2 separate regions of the Mus musculus genome follow, and region 1 is linked to region 2. The links are chromatin contacts, called in public promoter capture Hi-C maps. All regions are on one chromosome and are shown on one strand. The core of a region is the stretch at or near the end of the contact, and the rest is flanking DNA. Distances in the headings are between cores, read along the strand shown.

Region 1 (4,037 bases), core at 1,301-3,800, 630 kb before region 2:
CCCAAGGTCAGATTCCCACCATTTTGGATGAGTTTACATTCTTTTGGAGTTTTACAGGAGTCTAAGTGTGTCCGCTGAAGTCCGGATCCTTTTTCACAGTGTAATTGGTTTTTGATGCACTTGTGTAACTAGGTGCCGGCAAGTTTCTATTATTAAACAGTCATCCTGCCTGCCTGTGATGCACACATTGTATCTCAGAATCTCTGTGGCTCCCAACTTCTGAGCAGAATCAGTCCCACCATGGGCTTGGTTCTGCCAGATGGGTCCGGAGTGGAGTGTGGCAGAGCCTGGAGGCTAGAGAAGTGTCTAACAGACGGGAGGGACTTCTTGTGGGGTTGCTACATACTGCTAACTCAGGTCATGACTAGAAATGTGCTGCTGGCCATTCCTTTATCTGTTCCCTACCTGGCCAGGGGAGGGAGCCAAGGCCCCATATACACGTGGGAAAGCCAGACTTGGGACTAACTATATGATCAGCCTAGGGTTTCCAGGAAGGAGATACTATATAGCTCAATGGGCTTGGGACCCAGGAGGTGCCTACAACATATATCTTTATGCTGTTCAGGGCTTCCTTAGGCTCACATGTGTGTGTGTGCATGCACTGGTGTGTGTGTGTGTGTGTGTGTGTGTCTGACCTCACCTTCAGTTTCACAACTTATCTGGGAAGTCAGTATCTAGAACCCAGAACTCTACACCCTGCTCTGATTGGTGGAGGAATAGGCTTCCTAAGTTGATGGGGAAGCAGGGGTCTTGGTGGGACTTTCCCATGGGACCTTTTTGCCCTGTAGCTGCTGTGGAGAGGCTTTGCCTGGCTTCTGAAGGCTCTGCTGAGGGTGGAGGTGGGTGATGGCGTCATGACGGCCTCATGGTCAATCAATGAGGAGGTCATCAAGCAGGGTGAGCTCTTGCTCAAGATCCTCAGAGGGGCCTCACAGGACTTTGATAATGATGTCTTTTTATAGACATTAAAAAATTTTTTTAATGTTAATAGATTTTGTGTGTGTGTAAGTGTTGTATGTTGTCTCTACATGCACTGGTGTTGTGCACATGCACTGGTGTGTGTGTGTGTGTGTGTGTGTGTGAATGTGTATGTGTGTGTACATGCATTGGTGTGTGTATGTGAGTGTGTGTGTGTGAGAATGTGTGTGTATGTGAGTGTGTGTGAGTGAGTGTGAGAGTGTGTGTATGTGTGTGAGTGTATGTGAGTGTGTATATGGGAGTGTGTGAGAGTGTGTGTGTGTATGTGAGTGAGTGTGTGAGTGTGTATGTATGTGAGTGTGTGTGTATGAGTGTGTGAGTATGTGTATATGAGTGTGTGAGTGTGTGTGTATGTGAGTGTGTGTATATGAGTATGTGTGAGCATGTATGTGACTGTGTGAGTATGTGAGCGTGTATGAGTGTGTGTATATGAGTGTGTGTGAGTGTGTGTGAGTGTGTGAGTGTGAGAATGTGTGTGTATGTGAGTGTGTGTGAGTGAGTGTGAGAGTGTGTGTATGTGTGTGAGTGTATGTGAGTGTGTATATGGGAGTGTGTGAGAGTGTGTGTGTGTATGTGAGTGAGTGTGTGAGTGTGTATGTATGTGAGTGTGTGTGTATGAGTGTGTGAGTATGTGTATATGAGTGTGTGAGTGTGTGTGTATGTGAGTGTGTGTATATGAGTATGTGTGAGCATGTATGTGACTGTGTGAGTATGTGAGCGTGTATGAGTGTGTGTATATGAGTGTGTGTGAGTGTGTGTGAGTGTGTGAGTGTGAGTGAGCATGTAGGTTACAGGTCAGTATCTGTGTCATTCTTTATTACTTTCCTCCTTACTTTCCGAGATAGAATCTCTTTGGAGCCCTCTGATTTGGCTTTACTAATTGACCAGCAAGCCCGAGGGATCTCCCTCCTACTCACCGCTGCCCCTCCATAGTGCCACTATGTCAAGCTTTTTACATGGGGGTTGAGGGTTAAACTTAGGCCTTCATGGAAGTACTTCACTGCCTCATCAGTTGGCCTGTGGTCTGGGGACTGGTCAGCTCAGACCCTCCCTCCTCACCCACGGGGTCACCCTGTGGTGGTCCATTTCGTTGCTTTCTCTCCCGTAGTTCTGGAATTTGGGCCCAGATGTCTTCATTAACTAATGATTATTTCAGTTTCTTTAGAAAAAAAAAAACTAATCAGAGACATCCCAAGCTGCCAATCTGAGGTTTGATCAGCCACGATAACCAGCGTGCCCACACGGTGCTGGTGGGATTCCAGCCTGGAGCACGGAAACTTGACATTCTCGACAGCCTGGAAATGTAGGATTTCCGTTTGCCTTGTAATGTGGAGCCAGCTCAAGGGACCCCCATCTCCCACTTTGCAGCCCTCCAGCGGGGGGCCTCTTGGGACCATATGGCTTGGCGGTGGGGTAATGTGCTCTCTGGGGATACTCGATGCCCCTCTTCCCTCTTTGCTCCTCCAGGATGCTTCCAGAGCCCTTTCTGGGCTCCCCAGCCTGCAGGTTGCAAGCAGGGGATCTGAGGCCCAGGGCTGGCAGTGCCGGCCCCCTCCCCCTCGGAGCTCACCGGTTCTGCGCTATCATGCCCTCTATCGCCTTTGTGTGAAACGTAACCCACAAAATGCTTTCGTGGTAACCTTATCCATCGGCAGCCAGCGATAGCATCTTGCGGCCCGTGACGGGCAGGAACTCGAAAGCATGGAGTTAATAACGCAGACTTTCAAAAAATGAGGCTGGCAGAGGGAGACGAGGGCGGGAATAAAGGGGGCCGGTGTGGTTGTAATTGGGACCATGTGAACTTCCTCGGAGGAGGATTAGGAGGAGAGACAGGCCTTGCCCGCGAAGATTAGTTTCAATTAGATGGGCTGGAGGCGAAAGGCCGGGCTCGGTGAAAGATTAAAACAAGAAGGAGAAAGTTTCCGCGGCGGAGGCTCCGGGCCTGCAGCAGGGGCCGGCGAGATCCGCTAATTGAAGGCAAAGCGTGCACCGGGCTCGGAAGAACGCCCATTAATTGATTCGATGCTGGTCTGCTCCTAGGCCTTTCCCGCTCACCCCCATTCTTAACTTACTTCCAGATACTCATTTGTGTTTGAAATCAGGGGGGTGGGGCAGGGCCTGCCCTGCCTGAGCCCCTCAGGTAGGGGGAGGTGAGAAGGGCTGTGGTCAGTGGGCCAGACACCAGCCTGGTCATTTGGGGGTTCTTTCCTCTGCCTGGGGCCACTGGGTTTCCCAAGTGGAGGTGTGAAGGTTTATCCTGGCTGCACTCGATCAGCCACCATCAGGCTCCTGAGAGGCTTCAGTGGGACCCTCAAACAGACTGTGCCTCTGGGCTTGGGGTTTCTCTATGCTTTCAGAGCTAACCTGTATTTCTCCTTCCATGTTTCCATCTACCTACCCCCCTCACTGCCCTCCCATTCACTCAACCGTTCACCTTTCCAAAATCATGAATTCACCTTTAACCCTCTTCTCCAGTTCTCCTTCTTTCTTAACCTCTGGCCTCTATTCCTTTGAAAACAGCTTTCTCAATAAACATGTCTCCATTCGAATGTTTTCCGTCCTATGCTCTGAGTCCCCATGCATGGCTGGTGACTTGAAGCGCCATCTTGAATACTTGGGCTGAGGACAGGAGGGTGACACCCCTCTCTCTCTAGTCCCATGTTGTCTCCCCTTTTCCTTTGAGACCCAGCTATCTGCCAGGTGGTCTCCTCTATCCCAAAACCATCCGTATTTTCTTCCAGATGTTATGGAAAGGTGAAAACTATGACACGTGAGGAACTTCAGAGAGAGGAGGAGCCAAGAGCCGAGGGGTATATGGTGCCGGTGGCTCTGAAGGAGCCTGGTTCTTGGGTCTTGAGTTCTAGCTCCAGAGAGGAAGGAACAGGGATTGTCCAGGGGATGGTGTGACCTCTGTTGTCCTTGTTTCTTAAAGAGGCAGAAAAGAAACCTGGTCCCAATTCATGGTCCACAGATTCAGTCCTGCCTTCCACCTGATGAGGTACAGAGTCCAGGGGATGGCTGTGCTCTGCTGCAGGGTGCTCTCAGCAACATCCTATCCT
Region 2 (4,013 bases), core at 922-3,421:
CAAACCTGCGAGGTCACCTCTAAAAGCTGGTTCTCATGGCTTCCACCTGCTGTGCATGTGTTCAGCAAATTAAGCAGCCCCTCCTACAAAGCCCACGGAGATAAATCACCACTGGTCTGGCCAAATGAAACTGCCTCGATGGCCCAGCCAGCTAGAGCCCATGTGCAGATGCCCAAGAGATGTAGGTCTGGGGAAGAGAGCCAGGGTTTTAGCCCAACCTGGAACTCAGACCCACCCAAAGTGGACAATCTGAGAACACAGGTTTATTGGGACACAGAAGAGCCAGCAAGTGGATGCACAGGCTGCAGAGATGCAGCCACTTCTGCAGGAAGAAGGGAAGGCAGTCTCTGGAAATTGCATCAAGAGGAAGAAGAGTCAGGCTCTCCCGCTACCCATTCACAGCTAATTCCAACAGCTTTTTTAACAGCTAAAGGCTTCCTGGGCCCAGGTGAGCAGGACACAGGCAGCAAGCCCTTGGCTCCACTCCCAGGGAGATCAGCAGGAACGGACAGAGCAGGGTGGGGAACCCATAAAGGGCCAGCAACAGTTTCCACTCGTGCCAGATTGCATCCACCCAACCTCGGGAAGACCGTGTCTGCAGCCCCTCTCAACCATGAAAGAGACAGGCAGGCTGGCAGCCCTAGCCCACCACGCTTAGTGCAATAATCATTCTAGGACCGAAGCTCCCTAGGAACAAACTCAGTTAAGAGGAAGGAGCAGCGGAAGTCGGGGACATAGGTTGCTTCTGTTCATAGACGAGAGGACCCCAACTCAGATCCAGCTCTTTTTTGTAATGGCCACAAAGACCAAAGCAAGACCCAGGGAGGAGGTCCCGAGGGCACCTGTCCCAGTAGGAAGCTTGTCCTCTCATTCCCCAGGGAATCATGACACTGTCCTCACGGCCAGGTACATAGTGGACCGGTCAGTGCCAGCCCTGGACAGAAGCAGCAAGTCTCCTCTGTGGGTGAGAAGATGCCCGAACTGGCAGAATGGAAGCCCCAACCAGGGCCTGAAGGGTCCCTGGTCCACTCCCCGTGCCGCCCCAGCAGCCTTGCCAAGTTTACAAGGCTCCACCTTGCACCCTGCGGGGAAGGGCTGGTGAGGGGGGGCAGGCCTCTCATCTGTACATCCACTCTCAGTCTCACTTCGCACCAGTTTTCCTTTGAGGCCAACAGAGGGGGATCGCTTTGCAGTTTAAGAGAGACCGCTAACCGGCCTGTTGGGGAATCATCTTTCAAAATTAAATCCGTCGCCGCTGGCTCCCTGACCCTCTCTTCCTGCCCATTCTAGTACTGAATTCCTTCTCCCGAGGCCCCAGAGCGCACGTGTTTAACACACAAAACAGTGCTGGCAGCCCCCTCTGGGCACCCCCGCCCCTGCGCAGGCCCTCGGACCCCAGGAGACTAGCTTGGGGAGGAAGTGGGACCAGGCTGCTTCCTCTCGGCCGCCTCCAAGCTGGCTCCCCAGCTGGACCCTGCGCCGCAGGGGCTTGGATTCCTCACCTCTCCGGAGTTCGGCATCCGTCTAAGTCTGCAGGACCCTTGCTGCAGGGGCGGGAACCCGGAGGCTATGGGCCCTGCGGCAGACTCGAGGGCACCAAATCCAGTCCGGGACCCCGGGTCTAGACCATCCCCTCCTCAGTTAAAGCAAAGAGCCCATTGTTTGTGGCCCCAGGGACAAAGCCCCGAGTTCTGTCCGGGTCAGCTTCGCCGCCAGGAGCCTCACGACTCGCGCTACTCACATGCTCGGCTGCAGCGGGCGCGGGGGTAGCGGCTGGGAGGCTGCAGGCACGGCGGGGAGCAGCAGCAGCGTCAGGGCCACCACGCGCCAAGACGCCCTCGCCTCCACCCCGACAGGCATAGTGCGCGCGGTCGCGCTCCCACTCGGTCCTGGGATCTTCGACTCACAGGCGGCCCTTACGGCCAGTAGACGCTGTCTTCACGGGCGCCATACCCCCAGAGGACAGCGGAGCACCACAACCCAGTCGCGCCAGGTGCGGGGCGCGAGGTTCCCGCAGGTGCAGATGGGACAGTTGCCCGGACCTCCGAGACCTTCGCGCTCGGTTCGGCGCGGCCAGACACTTGCCAGGAGTGATGGAGAGCAAACTCGGAGCGGGACGCAGCAGACGTCAGGCCCGCCCGCCGCACGCCCCCCGGCCCGACCCCAGCCCCCTCTTTCCCGACCCCGCTCCCGCCCCTTTTGGCCCCACCCCCAGCCCAAGCCACGCCCGTTCCGCCTTCGGCCCCGCCCAGACAATCCCAATAGGGAGAGCCCACTTCCAGCCCCGCTTCAGCCCCTCCCCTCTCCGGCTCCTGGTCCTACCTTTAAGGCTAAGCTCGCTTCCCAGTACTTTCCCCTAAAGCTTTCCAATTTCACTTGCGCTCCCTCTCTCTGCAACCGAGAGTCCCAGGTCTGACCCCAACCAAGTGAACAATTCTGTCGAGTCTGCGCGGTCCATACTTCGTAAACACCGCTCTATCCAGATCTGAGACCTCTGCAAGCGCACCCTTGGATTCTTGGAGTTGCAGTCACCTTCCCTTGGCCCCTCGTCCGCGCGCCCGCCACCGCTGTCCCAGAAGCAGGGAGGGATAGTAGAGCGGGAGGTAGAGGGGGGGACAGCCTCTGAGTGCCTCTGGGCACTTCCTTTGGGTACTGACTTTATTAGGTAACACACCACCCTCTGGGCTTTCGTATTCCCAGTTCTGTACTGAGTGCTTTGGGACGGTAGCATGGGGTGGAGTGGGCGTGTAGGTCCCACTAGGCACCTGCATAGGGGTCTAGGAGGTGAGGCGACTCCCTGCACCAGGTATTTATTGTCTTTTAAGCCTGGCTTTGATTTGATTTGACTTTCTCCGCGGTTAGGGGCAGACTGACCAGCGCTGTACGTGGCATCTCTTAGTCCAGGACTTATCAAACACTCAGAGGGGCTCTTTGTGAAGCTGAGCTGGGAGAGTCCCATGAGGGTATGGTAGCGGACCTCACTAGTTGCAGATAGTTGTGTGAGGATCAGCTCCTCCTTGTCCTACTGGAGAGGTGTGCCTGCCCTTTTACATGATGGGTGGACCCAGCCTGCCCTCTTCCACCATCCCTGAGGAGTGCGGTAGGTGTTCCAGCCTCCTCTTCCCCTGAAGCAAGTGCTTGAGGGGGCCTCTGGCTGGGGGACCTGGAAATGCCGCTGCAAAAGTTCGCATTTCAAAAGACTGTGGGTCTCATTACTGGGCAGGTGCTGTCAGCTTAGACCTGCTGCTGGCCCAGATGCGGAACCGAGGGCAAGGAAGGGAGTGGAGTGAGTTTAGAAAACTCAGGTTTCAGATCTGAGCAGTAAACATAGAGGAGTATAACCTCAGGGGAAATAGAGAAGGGAGGGAAGTAAGGAAGGAGGGAGGGAGAGATGGATAGACAGACAGATTCTGGAGGGCAATGGGTCCTGGAACTTGCCACCTGATGCCCCAAACAGGACCCCAGTTTGCCCTGCATTGTTGTGCTGGGACTCACCCTTCTGCTCAAACCCATCACCAGACCCTCCCTGGATCTCAGTAGCAGAGGCTGACCCGAGCCCTCTGGGGGACTCCCAATGTCTGCACCCAGGAATTCATCTCATATCCCTCCTCAGCCAGGGGCCCACCACTGTGGAGAAGTACAGGAACTGTACACTGGGCCCAGGCGCTTAAGCTTGCTCCTCTGTACCTCTGTCTCTCCCGGCGCTGGCGTGTGTGAATGCTTGTGTGCATGAGGGATGGGGACCTGAAGAAGTTCACCACCTGCTCTGTGAAACCGTGCCCCAGGACCAGAGTCTGGAGGTGAGTGGGTGAAATTTTCTCGGCTCCTTGGGTGGGGGAGGGGGCGTGCTTTTAGTATCCCGAAACCTATGTGGGGCCCTTACTGAAGAGAGACAATACGAAGTAAAATGGCTTTGCTAATTTTACAAAGGTATGTGGCCTCCTGCGTGAATTCCTAAACCCCTTCAACTTGAAGGTTTCCTTGGGTCAGAGCTTTACTGACCCTAGGCTATT

The links. Promoter capture Hi-C pulls out the DNA fragments that hold promoters and counts their contacts.
Region 1: a promoter capture Hi-C map of second pharyngeal arch cranial neural crest shows a contact between it and region 2. The contact joins the enhancer-like site here to the promoter of Megf6 in region 2. A contact is called at or near these places in 9 of 39 promoter capture datasets (the 3T3-L1 cell line, the C10 cell line, cranial neural crest and 5 more), 1 of 15 datasets of contacts at CTCF or cohesin (pro-B cells), 1 of 484 Hi-C or Micro-C datasets (the G1E-ER4 cell line) and 7 of 115 datasets of contacts at active chromatin or transcription factors (bone marrow-derived dendritic cells, craniofacial prominence, embryonic basal ganglia and 4 more).

Annotation. Positions count from the first base shown.
Region 1 is chr4:154,801,099-154,805,135 of GRCm38.p6, reverse strand. No RefSeq gene overlaps it. Among named protein-coding and RNA genes, the nearest start is that of Ttc34, 34 kb to the left of the region's middle. RefSeq lists an enhancer at 1,986-3,235. Within about 2 kb of position 2,550, at least 12 of the 459 cell types and tissues checked have an H3K27ac peak or open chromatin away from gene starts, as enhancers often do. A contact at or near this core is called in craniofacial prominence and second pharyngeal arch cranial neural crest, where this site is marked.
Region 2 is chr4:154,168,871-154,172,883 of GRCm38.p6, reverse strand. Megf6 (multiple EGF-like-domains 6) reads right to left here and starts at 2,171. Exons shown (of 37, transcript NM_001162977.1): 1 at 1,742-2,171. The coding sequence starts at 1,860.